Regions from separate parts of the Mus musculus genome. Here all the other regions are linked to region 2. The links are chromatin contacts, called in public HiChIP or PLAC-seq and promoter capture Hi-C maps. All regions are on one chromosome and are shown on one strand. Each heading gives the region's core, a stretch centred on a gene start, on an enhancer-like site or on the middle of the called end of the contact. The rest is flanking DNA. Distances are from core to core; before and after follow the strand shown.

Evidence for each region. Promoter capture Hi-C pulls out the DNA fragments that hold promoters and counts their contacts. HiChIP or PLAC-seq counts read pairs in DNA pulled down with a chosen protein or histone mark.
Region 1: a contact with region 2 is called in a promoter capture Hi-C map of liver, with 6 times the contacts expected there. The contact joins the enhancer-like site here to the promoter of 4933406J09Rik in region 2. A contact is called at or near these places in 10 of 39 promoter capture datasets (the 3T3-L1 cell line, 3T3-L1-derived adipocytes, the HPC-7 cell line and 5 more), 1 of 15 datasets of contacts at CTCF or cohesin (the NIH/3T3 cell line) and 1 of 9 other capture datasets (embryonic stem cells).
Region 3: a contact with region 2 is called in a FOXA1 HiChIP or PLAC-seq map of pancreatic cancer cells. The contact joins the enhancer-like site here to the promoter of 4933406J09Rik in region 2. A contact is called at or near these places in 9 of 39 promoter capture datasets (3T3-L1-derived adipocytes, cranial neural crest, embryonic stem cells and 5 more), 2 of 484 Hi-C or Micro-C datasets (both in embryonic stem cells), 3 of 115 datasets of contacts at active chromatin or transcription factors (embryonic stem cells and pancreatic cancer cells) and 3 of 9 other capture datasets (embryonic stem cells, macrophages and pancreatic islet).

What each region holds. Positions count from the first base shown.
Region 1 is chr6:134,857,559-134,861,868 of GRCm38.p6, reverse strand. It overlaps Crebl2 (cAMP responsive element binding protein-like 2), which reads right to left. Exons shown (of 5, transcript NM_177687.3): 5 at 3,986-4,310. Among named protein-coding and RNA genes, the nearest start is that of Crebl2, 30 kb to the right of the region's middle. Within about 2 kb of position 2,633, at least 8 of the 459 cell types and tissues checked have an H3K27ac peak or open chromatin away from gene starts, as enhancers often do. A contact at or near this core is called in embryonic stem cells and liver, where this site is marked.
Region 2 is chr6:134,401,709-134,406,073 of GRCm38.p6, reverse strand. 4933406J09Rik (RIKEN cDNA 4933406J09 gene) reads left to right here and starts at 2,659. Exons shown (of 9, transcript NR_153848.1): 1 at 2,659-3,209. The region is part of intron 2 of Bcl2l14 (BCL2-like 14 (apoptosis facilitator)); the gene reads right to left.
Region 3 is chr6:134,817,971-134,822,393 of GRCm38.p6, reverse strand. It overlaps 1700055D16Rik (RIKEN cDNA 1700055D16 gene), which reads right to left. Exons shown (of 2, transcript NR_151454.1): 2 at 974-2,011. Among named protein-coding and RNA genes, the nearest start is that of Crebl2, 10 kb to the left of the region's middle. Within about 2 kb of position 2,438, at least 33 of the 459 cell types and tissues checked have an H3K27ac peak or open chromatin away from gene starts, as enhancers often do. A contact at or near this core is called in pancreatic cancer cells and pancreatic islet, where this site is marked.

The sequences.
Region 1 (4,310 bases), core at 1,384-3,883, 460 kb before region 2:
GAAACCAGTGATTTCCAGGCTCATTGAGAAAAGAAAGTGCAGAAGATTGACAAGGGTCTGATGACAGCCTTCCCTGCTCTGTGCTTCAAGTTGGCCTGTACCCACCCCCTGTTTAATGAATTCCTGTCTCATTTGTTAGGTTCGCTCTCTCCCTCCTTTTGAGAAGAGTCTATCACAGTCCCTCGAACCCTGCTCAGGGTGACTTTGAACTTCTGATCTGCCACCTCCTGCGTGCTGGGATTGCAGGTGTTCACACCCTGTCTGTGTGGTGCCGGGGACGTTTGAGCTGGTGTCTGCCAGACAAGCACTCTACCCATCGAGTTCAGCGCCTGGCCCGTTTCCGCATTTGTCCTCAAGACGCTCCCATGATGTCCCGCTCCGGGAGGCTTTAGAGTTTTCAAAGACTTTTTTTTTTCCATACTAGGCAGAGTTCCTGATCTCTCTGGTTGAAAAGCTCATGTTCTCATAGTTTTGTCCTTTTTGGCTGGGAATACTAAACGACGAGGGTCACTCTAACAAGGCCCGGGGCATTCTCCACTTGCATCTCCTCCCAGGCCTCACAGACGAGCCATGACGTGAAGGGATGTTTGCTGTGTCTTTCTGATATTCCTTTCTCTTCCCGTGGCTCTTGGGTTTGGCTGCTCCAGCTTGAACAGCACGTTTGTATCAGTATTTTTGCTCTTCTTTGTTTTGTTTGGTTATTTTAAGACAAGATCTCTCTCTATAGCCCTGTCTGGTCCAGAACTATGTATTGATCTTCTTGTGTTTTTTGAGTTGGCATCTCATATAGACCTGGTTGGCCCCAAACTTGTGATGTTGCTAAGAATGAACCTTCTACCTTTAGCTAAAAGTGGGCGGGACAAGTTTAATGAGGATCATTTCCTGTTTGTTGCTGTAGTCCCAGTAGGGGTGCTCTGGCTGTGGACCTGGGTGGTCTGTCCTGGCCTTCAGACTCAGTTCAGAGTCATTGGTCCCAGAGTCTTGAAAGTGCTTGCCAGGAAGAGGTTGCTGAGGGACACGAGACCGGACTGGGCTTTTCCCGTTCAGATCTTTATCCAACAGAATAGTCTGCTAGGCACAGCTCACTGCCTAACTCCAGCCCAGCCCAGCACAGCCCAGCACAGCCCAGCCATGCTTGGGACCCTGTAACAAGCAAGTAGTAGATTAGTTGAGTTTGTGGTGACCCCAGGATTAAGAATTCAACTGAAGGCTGGGTATAGTAGCATAGCCCTTTAATCCCAGCACTCAAAGAAACAAGGCATGTCGATCTCAGTTCCAGGACAGCCTGGTTTACAAATCGAGCTCCAGGCCAGCCAGAACTGCATAGTGAAACCCTGTTTAAATAAAGATAGAAAAGAAAAATAAACACAGCTGATCTTCTGCCTCATGGTTCCTAGAGTGGGACAGGGCTGCAACAGTTTCAGTCACAGCTACAATGTGTCCTGTGCCATAATCTGACTTTCTGGACAGCTCCGTGCTGTTTACAGTCTGAGTTCCTTCAGCCAGTTCTTCACCCTCTATACTCTGTGTCTCAGATGTACTGTTCTGAGCTGTATTGACCCCCATTTTGGCCATTTCCAGGGGTGCATCGGAGCCTGACTGTCCATGGTCTGTAGCATTCACCTATATCCACAGAGTACACACACCTATACCCCTGCTGAATAACTACCAAACTGATGTCACTGAACAGGGAGAAGAGGCACACTTACTTGGGTTAAAGCAAGCTGTAAAATGCCATTATTTTGCATACTTTTCACACAGGCACCCCTAGTGAGTTGAGGAATATAAAAAGGTGTGCCGATTGAGTAAGTTCTAGGCAGGCCTAGGCAACGGGAATGGTTCAATGAGCAGATGGTAGGAGGTTTTCTTCCATGAGGGCTTCTTAAGGGGGAACTGGATCTGGAGATCAGGCCCATCAGACACTTTAACTGAGTGACTTTGTGCAGTGCACACTCAGCAAAACTTTACATGACAGTCCAGACAGATTAATGACCACTTGTAATCAAGTAAGACAGAGAGTAAATAAGTGGTTCTTAAAATGAACCTAACTAATTGAAGGCTATTATTGCCACAAAGAGCCTCCAATTATACCAACTCAAAGGATAAGTATAACAATATATAGAAACCACCTGGGAATATCCTAATACTGCATTTTGATATGAGCTCATTAAATCTTTTTTTAAGATTTATTTATTATATGTAAGCACACTGTAGCTGTCTTCAGACACTTCAGAAGAGGGTGTTAGATCTCATTACAGATGGTTGCAAGCCACCATGTGGTTCCTAGGACTTGAACTCAGGACCTTCGGAAGAGCCGTCTGCGCTCTTAACCACCGAGCCATCTCACCAGCCCCAAACACTTCTATTTTTGATAACTTAAATCCTTACATACTGTGAATATTTTTATTTTCAGATTTATTTAGTTTGTCTATGGGTGTGGTCAAAAGACAGTTTGGGGGAGGGGGCTTTCCCTTCTGCTGTATGTGTGGGTTCTAGGGATCAACTCAGGTTGTCAGTGTGGTGGCAAGCGCCTTTACCTGCTGACCATCTTGCCAAGCCAATCCCGTGTTATTTAACAGGCAGGTTTTCATACCCCTGTGACTCAGAAAATGGACTAAGGACCCGCCCCATACATTTAAATAAGAAAGGATCATGTGTCTGTGTGCTTGCCTTAGTGAACGCCTATGCAACACCTATGTGCAGGGGCTCATGGGATCTCCTGCAACTGTAGTTAGTTACCTGGGTGCTGGGAACTGAACCTGGGTCTTCTACAAGAGCAGTAAGCAGTCTTCAGCACACTTGACCGTGGAAGCAGAGGTTAGCCCACCACTCTAGTTCTCCCCGTTCTACCATGTGGGGCCTGAAGTCAGGCTGTCCGGCTCTAGCGGCTGTAGGTGTACACAGTTACCCCAGTGCTGTCAAACAGGCAACTGAACGTTATTTTGGTGAAGATACTTTATTTTTCATAAAAATATAATTGTACAATTCTTTTCTGAGGAAAAAAAATCCTTCATTTGCCCCCAAATACCATGTGGTTTAATCATCTTTCATCTTTTAAAAAACAAAATATGTACTTTAATATTTGTCACAGCATGCAGCTGATCTCTGTGAAAAATAGTATTTATTTTTGTTGATCTTACTTGACTTTAACTAAAAGTAAAGCACAGCTTAAACCTGTGTTTCTATCACCAGCCAAAGCAGACCCACTGTGGGGCAAAGACGCTGAAGTTACAGCTGGTGCCGCTGAGCGTGTCCACGAGGCAGGCAGTGGCAGGGACCGCAGCACTAAAGCTCTGATTTGGGCATCCCAGGAACATTTTAGATAAGGACAGAAAACAAATTAATAACTTCACCTACAGCCTAAATGTTGACCTGACCAGATCAACTCCATATTGCACCAGTTGCTCCAGTACGTGGGAAGCAGATGCTAGAGTGGCAGAGTTGGATTGGTGTGAATGTGCAAATATATTTTCTCCTTAATCTCTGAAAAAAAAAAAAAAAAAAAGAAGCCAGGCACTTGGCCTCTTCCTGCCCTAGAGAATGGCCTTGGGCTCTGTCCTCCCAGCTTGCTCTCCTCTGGGAAGGAACTGCAGTTAGCCTGCAGTGCCTCGATGGATGGGAGTGACAAGAGATGCTGCAGCTGTTGGAATCTGGAACAGTGATTAATTAGATCACAGATTCGGGAGAAGGGCCAGCACAGTAGCTGAGCAATCACCATGCCCCCTTCAGATGCTGAGGGCCATTATCTTGGTTTGATGGCTCCAAAACACTAAAGAGATACAGGCCCTAGAGAAAACTCAAAGCGTAATCAACATTCACTCCAAAGTCCATCTCTTCTACTTGTGGATGACCGTGTGGTTACAAGGACAACCTGGGATGACCCTGAAACTACAAGTACAACCTGCAGAGGCTTCAAGCACAGTGAGACATTCCACTGAGAGGCCACACTCATCCTGGAATGTTTGCTTTAAAAACATTTTTTTTTCCTGGAGAATTCAAAAAGTAACAAACAAAGCAACACAAAGTTCTGCAAAGTAAGAGTCTACGACTGAGTCGCCCCACTGGCAGAACACGCCATCCCAGTCAGAACACTACATTGAAAACACTTACATTCGAAGGGCCTGAACATCAACAGTCCTTGTCTCCACTTATGGTCCTAAGAAGACATTAAATACCCTTAATGCCCATTTTTCTAAAACACAGCGAATCCCAGCAAGCTGGGCAGGTGCTCTGTCGGCGGGCACACACACCTAGCATGGAGATCTGAGTTCCACGCCTGCGCTCAAGGGATCTTCAGCTAACAGAAGGCA
Region 2 (4,365 bases), core at 1,410-3,909:
CTACAGACACACTCGGGTCTCCTGCGCCTAAGAAGCTGGCACACCACGGTGACAGACTCAACACGTTTTTTGTATTAACCTGATATGAAAACTACTTTCCTCTCAGTCCTAATAGTATACATACTGCAGTAGAAAACATGTACAACCTAAAAAGGACACATAAAATAAAGATGCTTATGAGAATTCATTCATTCATTCATTCATTCATTCCATAGCAAATATCTTTATATCATTGTGGTTCCATTCTTCCTGTCATCTTGGTAATGAGTCCAGGTTTTGTTCCAGGTTTTATACTGCTGTCCCTGAAGGGCTTAGGAGATGCCACCCCACAGCACTTCACTATGACAGGGCATTTTGAGTTGACAAAACAGGCACAGGTAGATTCTTCTCCCTCCCCGCTCTGTGAGGAAGGGCAGGAAGGTTCTCACTGGGACCTGATCTAGACTGGTCGTTACCAGTCTAGGTAGGACAGCACCAGGCCCTGCTGACGTGCACTCTGCTCTTACTTCACTGCTTTTCCACAGTCAGCTGCCCTTGAAATTCTAGAACCTTCTCCTTTGCTTGCTACGTTCCTCCAAATTGATAGGTTTTATTTTTGTTGTTAAGATGTGATGTAAACTCTTGACTCTTGTGGGTTTATGTTGTTTTTCCTTTTTCTTTTCTTCTTTTTATTTACTTATTTATCTTTTTGTTTTTTGTTTTTTGTTTTTTTGTTTTTTTAAATAGGGTTTCTCTGTGAATGTAGCTTTGGCTGACCTGGAACTCATTCTGTAGACCAGGCTGACCTCAAACTCACAGAGATCCAGCTGCCCCTGCCTCTCAAGTGCTGGGATCAAAGGTGTGTGCCACCACAACCAGTTCCTTTTAGTTTTTTGTGATGAGGTCTTGCTATGTAGCTCCACTGGCTTTGAACTTGTGATCTTCCTGCTTCCGTTTCCTGATGCGCATCCCCAAATCTGGCTCAGACACAGGGTTTTTCACTACTCAATTCTCCTGGAATCTGTGTAGTGCATGTTTCTCGAAACTAATTTTTCTTTGGTTAGTTATATCTTTTAGTATGGAAGAACCCAGAAAGAGAATGTGGGAGGGATGCCTCCCCACCCCCATACTTGTCAGTAAATCCAAAATTGTGTTTGAGGCTGAGCAGTGATGGTGTTGCTGGTGCAGTAAGAGGCAAGGCCAGAGCCAGAAGCATTGAACTTCCATCAGGGTCGTCCAGGCACAGAGGCGGGATAGAATTGTGGTGGATTTAGCTATCCCCAACTTCCTTTGAGGACTCCACAATTAAGAACATCTCAGACTTGACGCTAATATCACCTCTTCCTCTACCGGAAGCCATGAGGGCAAATGTTGGTCTACACCTGACTGACAATGAGTCTGTGTCTACTCTAGGAGAGGCAATGAGAAACTTGGAGAAAGCGAACATCCATCTTGTCGAATTTATGGTCATCAAGAGAGACTTCTCGACCTAGTCGGTCATCAACTTTAAAAATAAACAGAAGCATGTTTTCATAGTCTCGGGCTGCAGAGAGGTGTCATTACAATAGCTGGGATTTTTTGGAGTCACTTCTTCTTCTTCTTCTTCTTCTTCTTCTTCTTCTTCTTCTTCTTCTTCTTCTTCTTCTTCTTCTTCTTCTCCTCCTCCTCCTCCTCCTCCTCCTCCTCCTCCTCCTCCTCCTCCTCCTTCTTCTTCTTCTTCTTCTTCTTCTTCTTCTCCTTCTTCTTAAAACTCAGCTGTGTAGAGAGTGTTTATAGTTATGCCCAACTTACAGATAAGAAAACCGAGGCACCGAATTGCTTAAGGTGACATATGCGGCTAAGCTGAGGTTGAAGAGAGCCCAGGCTGTCTGTCTATAGAGCCCAGACCCTGACTATCTTTCCTGTCACTATTTAGATGTCTTTGATTAACTCTTTGTCTTCTTATCTAGAACCAGGATCATTGCCACTTGACTCTGGAGCAGAAAAATACTACACTGTCTGAAACAGGTAAAAGCCTGGTGATATCTCCTCAGTGGGTGGTTGGGAGTTTGGAAACCGTCTGGTTCCTAGAGGCCTGACCCTTGCGTGCTCTAGATTCGTCCACATTGCAAGTCTATGGAGATGCAAGTTAATGTGTAGAAAATGAGGGTAATGTAAACACAATACCTCCCATGAAAACGAGAACCGGTTCCTGCAGAATGCGTTCCTTTGTTGTCCTGCAGAGAGCAGCTTTTCCAGTTTGTCCTGTTTGTACATCATCTCAGCAGTCCTTATCTGACTATAAATGCTTAGTGTTAGAAGGTCTCCTTCAAACCGGAGAGAATATTGTATTGGTTTCGGTTCGGTGTTACAGAAGGCATTTGAAATAAGCTCTTTTTAATGTGTCAGTCAAGCCAAATACATTTATTTTTACACTTTCACACGAGTGTACAACATATTGTGGTCATAGTCTTACCCTATTACCGTTCTCCCTCACGCTTGTATTGACTTTCTTCTTCCCATGCCTTTTTTAGCCCCACGAGGGCTGCTTGTGTGATCATGGCTATGGGGTGGGTCATTTAATTAAAGCAGGGGCAACTTACCAGTGGCTACACCACTGAAGAAATGGCACCCTCACCCCAGCAACTGTTAACTGCCACTAGCTCCTTGGCAGGGTGGGGTGGGGTGGGTGGACGCCTCAGGAGCCTCCCCTATCCACGGTGGAATGTTGAAGGGACCAATCTGACACCAGTTCTTTACAACATATGATTTTACTTTAAATTAATTTAACCCTTAGTTAAATCATTTAAGTTCTTTGGCTTTCAGCCCCACCGAATCTTCACCTTGGACTATAGGCTTGGTTGCCTGAGGCACATTTGGATGCATTGGAGTCATTTCTGTTACTCATTGTGCCTCTGACTGGATGAGGGATGCGAAGGAGGTGAAGTTTGGTGTCCTCCGTGGCTCATGTGCTTGAACATTCGTGCCCAGTAGGTGGCGCTGTTTTTCGAAGGTTAAGAAATCCTTAGAAGGATTCAGGTCGGGCCTTGGGCCTCTATTTCCTACAGGAGCTTTCTGTTTCCTGATCTGTGAAGATGTGAACAAGCCGCATGACAAGCTGGAGAGGCGATCCTCTGTTACAGAAAAGAGCCAGCTGAGCAAGGTGTGGGGAACAAGGCAGTTTCTCAGGTCTCCGCTTCAGTTTCTGCCTCCAGATCCCTTCCTTGGCTTTCCTCAGCGATCAGGTCATGGTAAGTCAAATTAACCCTTTCTTCTCTAGGCTGCTCTTGGTCATGCCGGCTTTATCGCAGCCATAGAAAATAAACCAAGAATGGGTTACTGTCGAGAGGTGTTGGAGGAGCGGGCTGACCTTCACAGTGTTGGGGAGTTGGCAGTTCAGAAGCCTCACACTAAACAACTGAGTTATTAGAGGATAGTTATATGGAGGATGAGTGAGTTTCGTGTGTTCTGTGAGGAGGGCTGGGGCTAGCTCAGCGGCAGAGTGCCTGCCTAGTGTATCTGAGACACTGAGTTCAACTCTTACACCACCCAGAGAACAAAATCCCAGAGTTAGGGAAGAACATTTGCAATGCATGTTCTATAACTAGGGGTCAAAGGTCTCAGGATGTGCACGGGGATGAGTTGGACAATGACAAAACAGGTATAGATGTAAAACTCCTCGGGTGGCTTCTCATTGCTACCCAGAGTGTGATGTGTGCAGGTGTGGAATAAGAACCATTGGCTTGCACTGGCTTGGGTGTCTGAGTGTGGGCAACAAGTCCAACATTCTGTGAAAAATGCCTCACCCCTGACTGTGAATAACCAGCAAATATACAGTGGGAGGTTTGAAATTCACCTTTGAGCACTGTCCTCGAATCTGTTTGACATTTTTTTTATGATTGACTTGGGTAGTGATGAATTCACAGATGATGGGAAGAGGAGTTTGGGGAGGGATATGGACCACAGAGTCAGGTGAGAGTTCTAGATGTGAGCCTTGGGTCTGTCATTTCCCAACTGGATGCTCTCCCTTTCTCCATCTTCTTCCCCCTCCCTTCTTCCCTCCCTCGCTCCCCCTTTCTCTTTCCTCTCTCTTCCTCATTGTTTTTCCACTTTATTGTAGTCTCTCATTGAACCTGGGGCTTGCTGCCTCAGTTAGCCATCCAGCAAGCCCCTGAGTTCTGCATGCTTCTGTCCCCCGCGCTGGGTTACAGATGTGGGCCACCATGCCGAGGTTTTTCTGGGCATCCAAACTGAAGTCTGTACAGACTCATGGTTGCCACTGAGCCATACTTCTAACTCTCTAAATAGCTTACGAACAGTTCCCTTAACCACACTAGCCTCTGTTTCCTAGTTTATTAAGAGAAGACAGAAAGATCTGACTTTGTGTAAAGACCAAATGACCAAGGT
Region 3 (4,423 bases), core at 1,189-3,688, 420 kb before region 2:
TAAGCCTAGCACTCAGGAGCCCAAGAAGGAAGACTGCTACCATGTCAAGAGCAGCCAGAGCTATAGTAACAACATAACACACCAGGCATGTTAACACATCTGTGGGAGGGGAAAGCAGAAGGTTGAGTTTAAGGCTAGCCTGGGCTACATGACATTATAGTCCAGCCTGGACTTCATTAGACCCTATTTTAAAAAATATTTCTGCTCTAGTATAAATATCCTTCAAATATCCTTCAAGTAGTATATAGTCTTCAAATTCTGCTGGTTCATAGAATTATTCCCAAAACATCTTTGTAAAACTGAAGGTATTTACTCTTTGTCTTCTCTGGCTAATTCAGTGACACCTGAAGAGTATAAAACCCAAGTGTCCCCCCAGATCTTTGTGTTAGAATTGTCTCTTCCGAATGGAGGCATCGCTATGTGGGACTTCGCCTGTATAATATACAGCCTGTATTTGTTTATTTGAGCAAGTCCTCACTGTGTAGTCTAGACTGACCTTTAAACTCACAAACCTTCTGTCTCAGCCATCTGACTGGAGGATGACAAGTATGAGCCATCATCACCTCAGGCCTAACACATAGTCCTGTCACCATGAGCAGTCTTTTGTTAAAGGGCATACATTGTTTAGCTAACACCATCACTAAATGACAGTATAAGTCTGTTCAGCTGCTAGGTTCGTTTCTGTCATCCAAGGGGTTGGGATTCAGTTCAGTGGTAGAATGCTTGCCCGGTAAGTGCAAAGTCCTGGGTTTGGTCCTCAACTCTGGAAAAAATAAAGGTCATCCAAGGCATTAAAGATTACACTTTTTCTTGCTAGATGAAATAGCTTTGGAAAGTGTGTTCCGAGCTGATCTGCCACAGGGTTCAGATGGCAGCCTTCATGCTTGTTTTATAATCCAACCCATGTTAAATTCTTTCCACACTGTGGATGCTTTTTTTCTTTTAATTTATTTATTTTATGAGGTTGTGAGCCACCATGTGGTTGCTGGGATTTGAACTCAGGACTTTTGGGAGTCAGTGCTTTTAACCGCTGAGCCATTTCTCCAGCCCCATGGATGGTTTTTATAAACTTAGTCATACCTGTCCAAGACGAATGGCACTGCTTTGCAAAGGTCTTTCTAATGGCTAAACCTTATTGTTGAAGATATAACACACGTTGGTTGCAGGACATGAAGAAATCAATGAAGGACTGACCTGAAAACCTTTTCCCTGCTGGTCATGTTTCACAGTGCTGGAAGATACTCTGCAGCCCCACTAGGGAAGAAGAGCCATCAGTGGATTTACCCAGCAGTGGATCCTGCATATTACAACGCCGGCCTGCCAGGCAAAGTGTGCCTACCTGTGCAATAGCAGCATAGCTACTGTGGAGATAACCAACTGTTTCCTGCTTAGATTTGAGGAAGGAATTCTCTCTACAGGAGACAATCCATGCCTGGTACTATGGTCTAAAGCTCATGGCTATAGAGGAACCTCTACTCTTATTTGCTAAATGGACATGCTGTCAAACAGCCTTCTAAAATATTTACATTTATAACCATACATTAGTGCTGCTCTCAACCTGATTACTGGTCAAAATGCTGAGGATAAGGGACTCTTGAGAGCTCACCCCCAAACGGGACGTTTATATCAGTCCTACAACCCCTCCACCCACAACTCAAGGACTGTCAAGGAAGATGGGGCAGAAATAACGCAAGAGTGGAAGGTCAGGGAGGGGTGCTGTGAAATGCTTTTATGGGCATGGCATGGCTATGGCACTCATGAGCTCACAACAGCTGTGCTTACCAGCACAAGACCTGCATGAGATCAAGTCAGTCAACATTCCAGCCTGGAGGGGAGAGGAGTTCACGAGGCTTTCCCACAGCCGAGGAACTGTTGGCAATCCACAAGTTCAATTGATGAGCAGGAGAGTCATTTTTCTTTAGGAGTGTGTCTATTGTTACGTTACCCAGGCTCCAGTGGATGGCTCCACAGTCATGTGCATGCAGGCAGTGCTAGCCAGACTCAATAGGCTCTAAAAAGAAAGACAGGAAGGTAGGAAGAGAAAATATTAGGGAAACCCAGAGGAGTAGCCATGGGGATTTCTGTTGGATACAAACAAGATACATTGTATACATGTTTGAAATTGTCAACTTGTCAAAGAATAAATTTAAAATATTCAAAACATACTCAACACACACACACACATTCACAACAAATGCACACATAGAGAGAAAGGTCTTAGTGCAATATGATGATATAATGCCTGTGATTTCAGAGCTCAGAAGGTAGAAACAGAACGACCAAGAGCAGCCTTGACAGCACGAGACCCTGTCTCAAAACACTCTAGTTAAATCAATAGGATTTTGCCACCCAGTGGAGTTTTCCTCACTGCTCTTCCTAGGGTGCTCACCTGAACTGTTTCTGCTGCATCTCTTCATGTGACGGATGAGTCACGGCTTTGCTACCCTGATTTGTTTGTTTTTATAGTACTGGTGGTTGAACAAGAGCTTTGTGCATGCTAAGCAAGCTGTTCCAACTGAGCCACGTCCTCAGCCTTTTTGTTTGTTTTGAATCTAAGAATGAAGAATCTAGCTCTTTTGCTCTCCCTCTCCCTCTCCCTCTCCCTCTCCCTCTCCCTCTCCCTCTCCCTCTCCCTCTCCCTCTCCCTCTCCCTCTCCCTCTCCCTCTCCCTCTCCCTCTCCCTCTCCCTCTCCCATCTCCATCTCTCTCTCTCACTGGCTTTCTCTCTTTTACTCTTTCTCATTCTGTAGACCAGTGGCCTTGAACTCACAGAGATCCTAGGATTAAAGGCATGCTCCACCACGGCCAGGCAAATAGTCTCTTTTTATACCTGTTTTCAGACTTGGTTTGACCAGATATCATCATCATCATCATCATCATTGTCATCATCATCATGAGTGTGAGTGTGTGTGTGTGTGTGTGTGTGTGTGTACACACGAGTGAGTACAGACGCCACAGTGTGCATATGGAGATCAGAGAGAACTTTGTGGAGCTGAGTCTCTTCTACCTTTCTGTGGGTTTGAGAGTCACACTCAAGCTATTAGGCTTTCATAGCAAGAACTTTACTGTCTGAGCCACCTTTTGGGGCCCAAACTGGTATTTTTCTAGAGCTTTCTGCTAAAAATTTTGGACAAGTAAATACAGAACTCTTCAGGGGTTTTGCATAGTTAAGTTTGTCCTTCCTTCCTTCCTTTCTCCCTCCCTCTTTGGTTTTGTTTTTTGAGAGAGGATTTCTCTTTGTAAGAGCCTTGGCTATCCTGGAACTCATATGCCAGGCTGTCTTAGAACTCCCAGAGACCCGCCTATCTCTGCCTCCCAAGTGCTGGAAATAAAGGCCTGTACCGAAGCACATACTTTCTATTGCCAGTGAACTTTGTTTCTTTTTGTTCTTTAGTTATTTAAATAATCACTATGTTTCCCTAATAAGAGAGAATAGTCAGAACTAATTAGTTCTGCTACAGGGCTCATTTTGTAATACAGCATGAGGCTTTATTTATTTATTTATTTATTTATTTATTTATTTAGAACAGGGTTTTATGTAATCCTGAATGACCTTGAACCTGCTATGTATCTGAGGATGATGTTGGGCTCCTGGTTACACAGCACCTAGCTTAACAGGAATTTTAAAGTGTGTGTGTGTGTGTGTGTGTGTGTGTGTGTGTGTGTGTGTGTGTGTGCTTATTATATGTGAGGGTGTTTATGTGGACTTCAGAGGACACCCTCTGGTATAACTGCTTGATTTCAGCTGGCTTGAGCCAGGGTCTCTTGTTTGTGGTTTCATATGCTAGGCTAGCTGTTCCACAGGCTTACCAGGATCCCCCTGTTGTTTCTTCCCATCTCCCTTTAGGAGCTCTGGGATGACCTAGCTTGTGTCAAGTTGAATAAAACGTAAATATGCTTAAGCACTTTCCCATCTCCCCAGCCATCCATCTCCTTTATAAACTGTCTTGATGCTGGGGAAGGAACCCAGACCTATAGATAACACTCTACCTCGGTGTGACATTCCAGCCCCTGGTATTGTGCTTCTTTATTCTTTGTTGTTGTTGTTTGTTTGTTTCTAGACAGGGTGTCTCTGTGTAGCCATGACTGGCCTGGAACTCACTTTGTAAAGACCAAGAGGCCCTTGAACTCAGACTTCTCTGCCACCTGAGTCCTGGGGTTAGAGGCCTGCACGACATGCTTGGCTCCTTATTAATTTTTAAGAGAATAGGCTGCTGGGAATTATTCTTTCCATGATTCTTAAAGAGTATCTCTAGCTTGCTTAGCTTTATCTTTAAAAAACTCCAGGCTCTGGCATGTCTCCTTAATTGGCATCCTTTCTCAATCAGCATGGAATTTGTTGTCCTTCTTCATTCTGTTCGTGCAGATGAAGACCGGTACCTGCTTCTTACCTGCCTGCCCTGTTGTAGCTTCCAGAGGACAG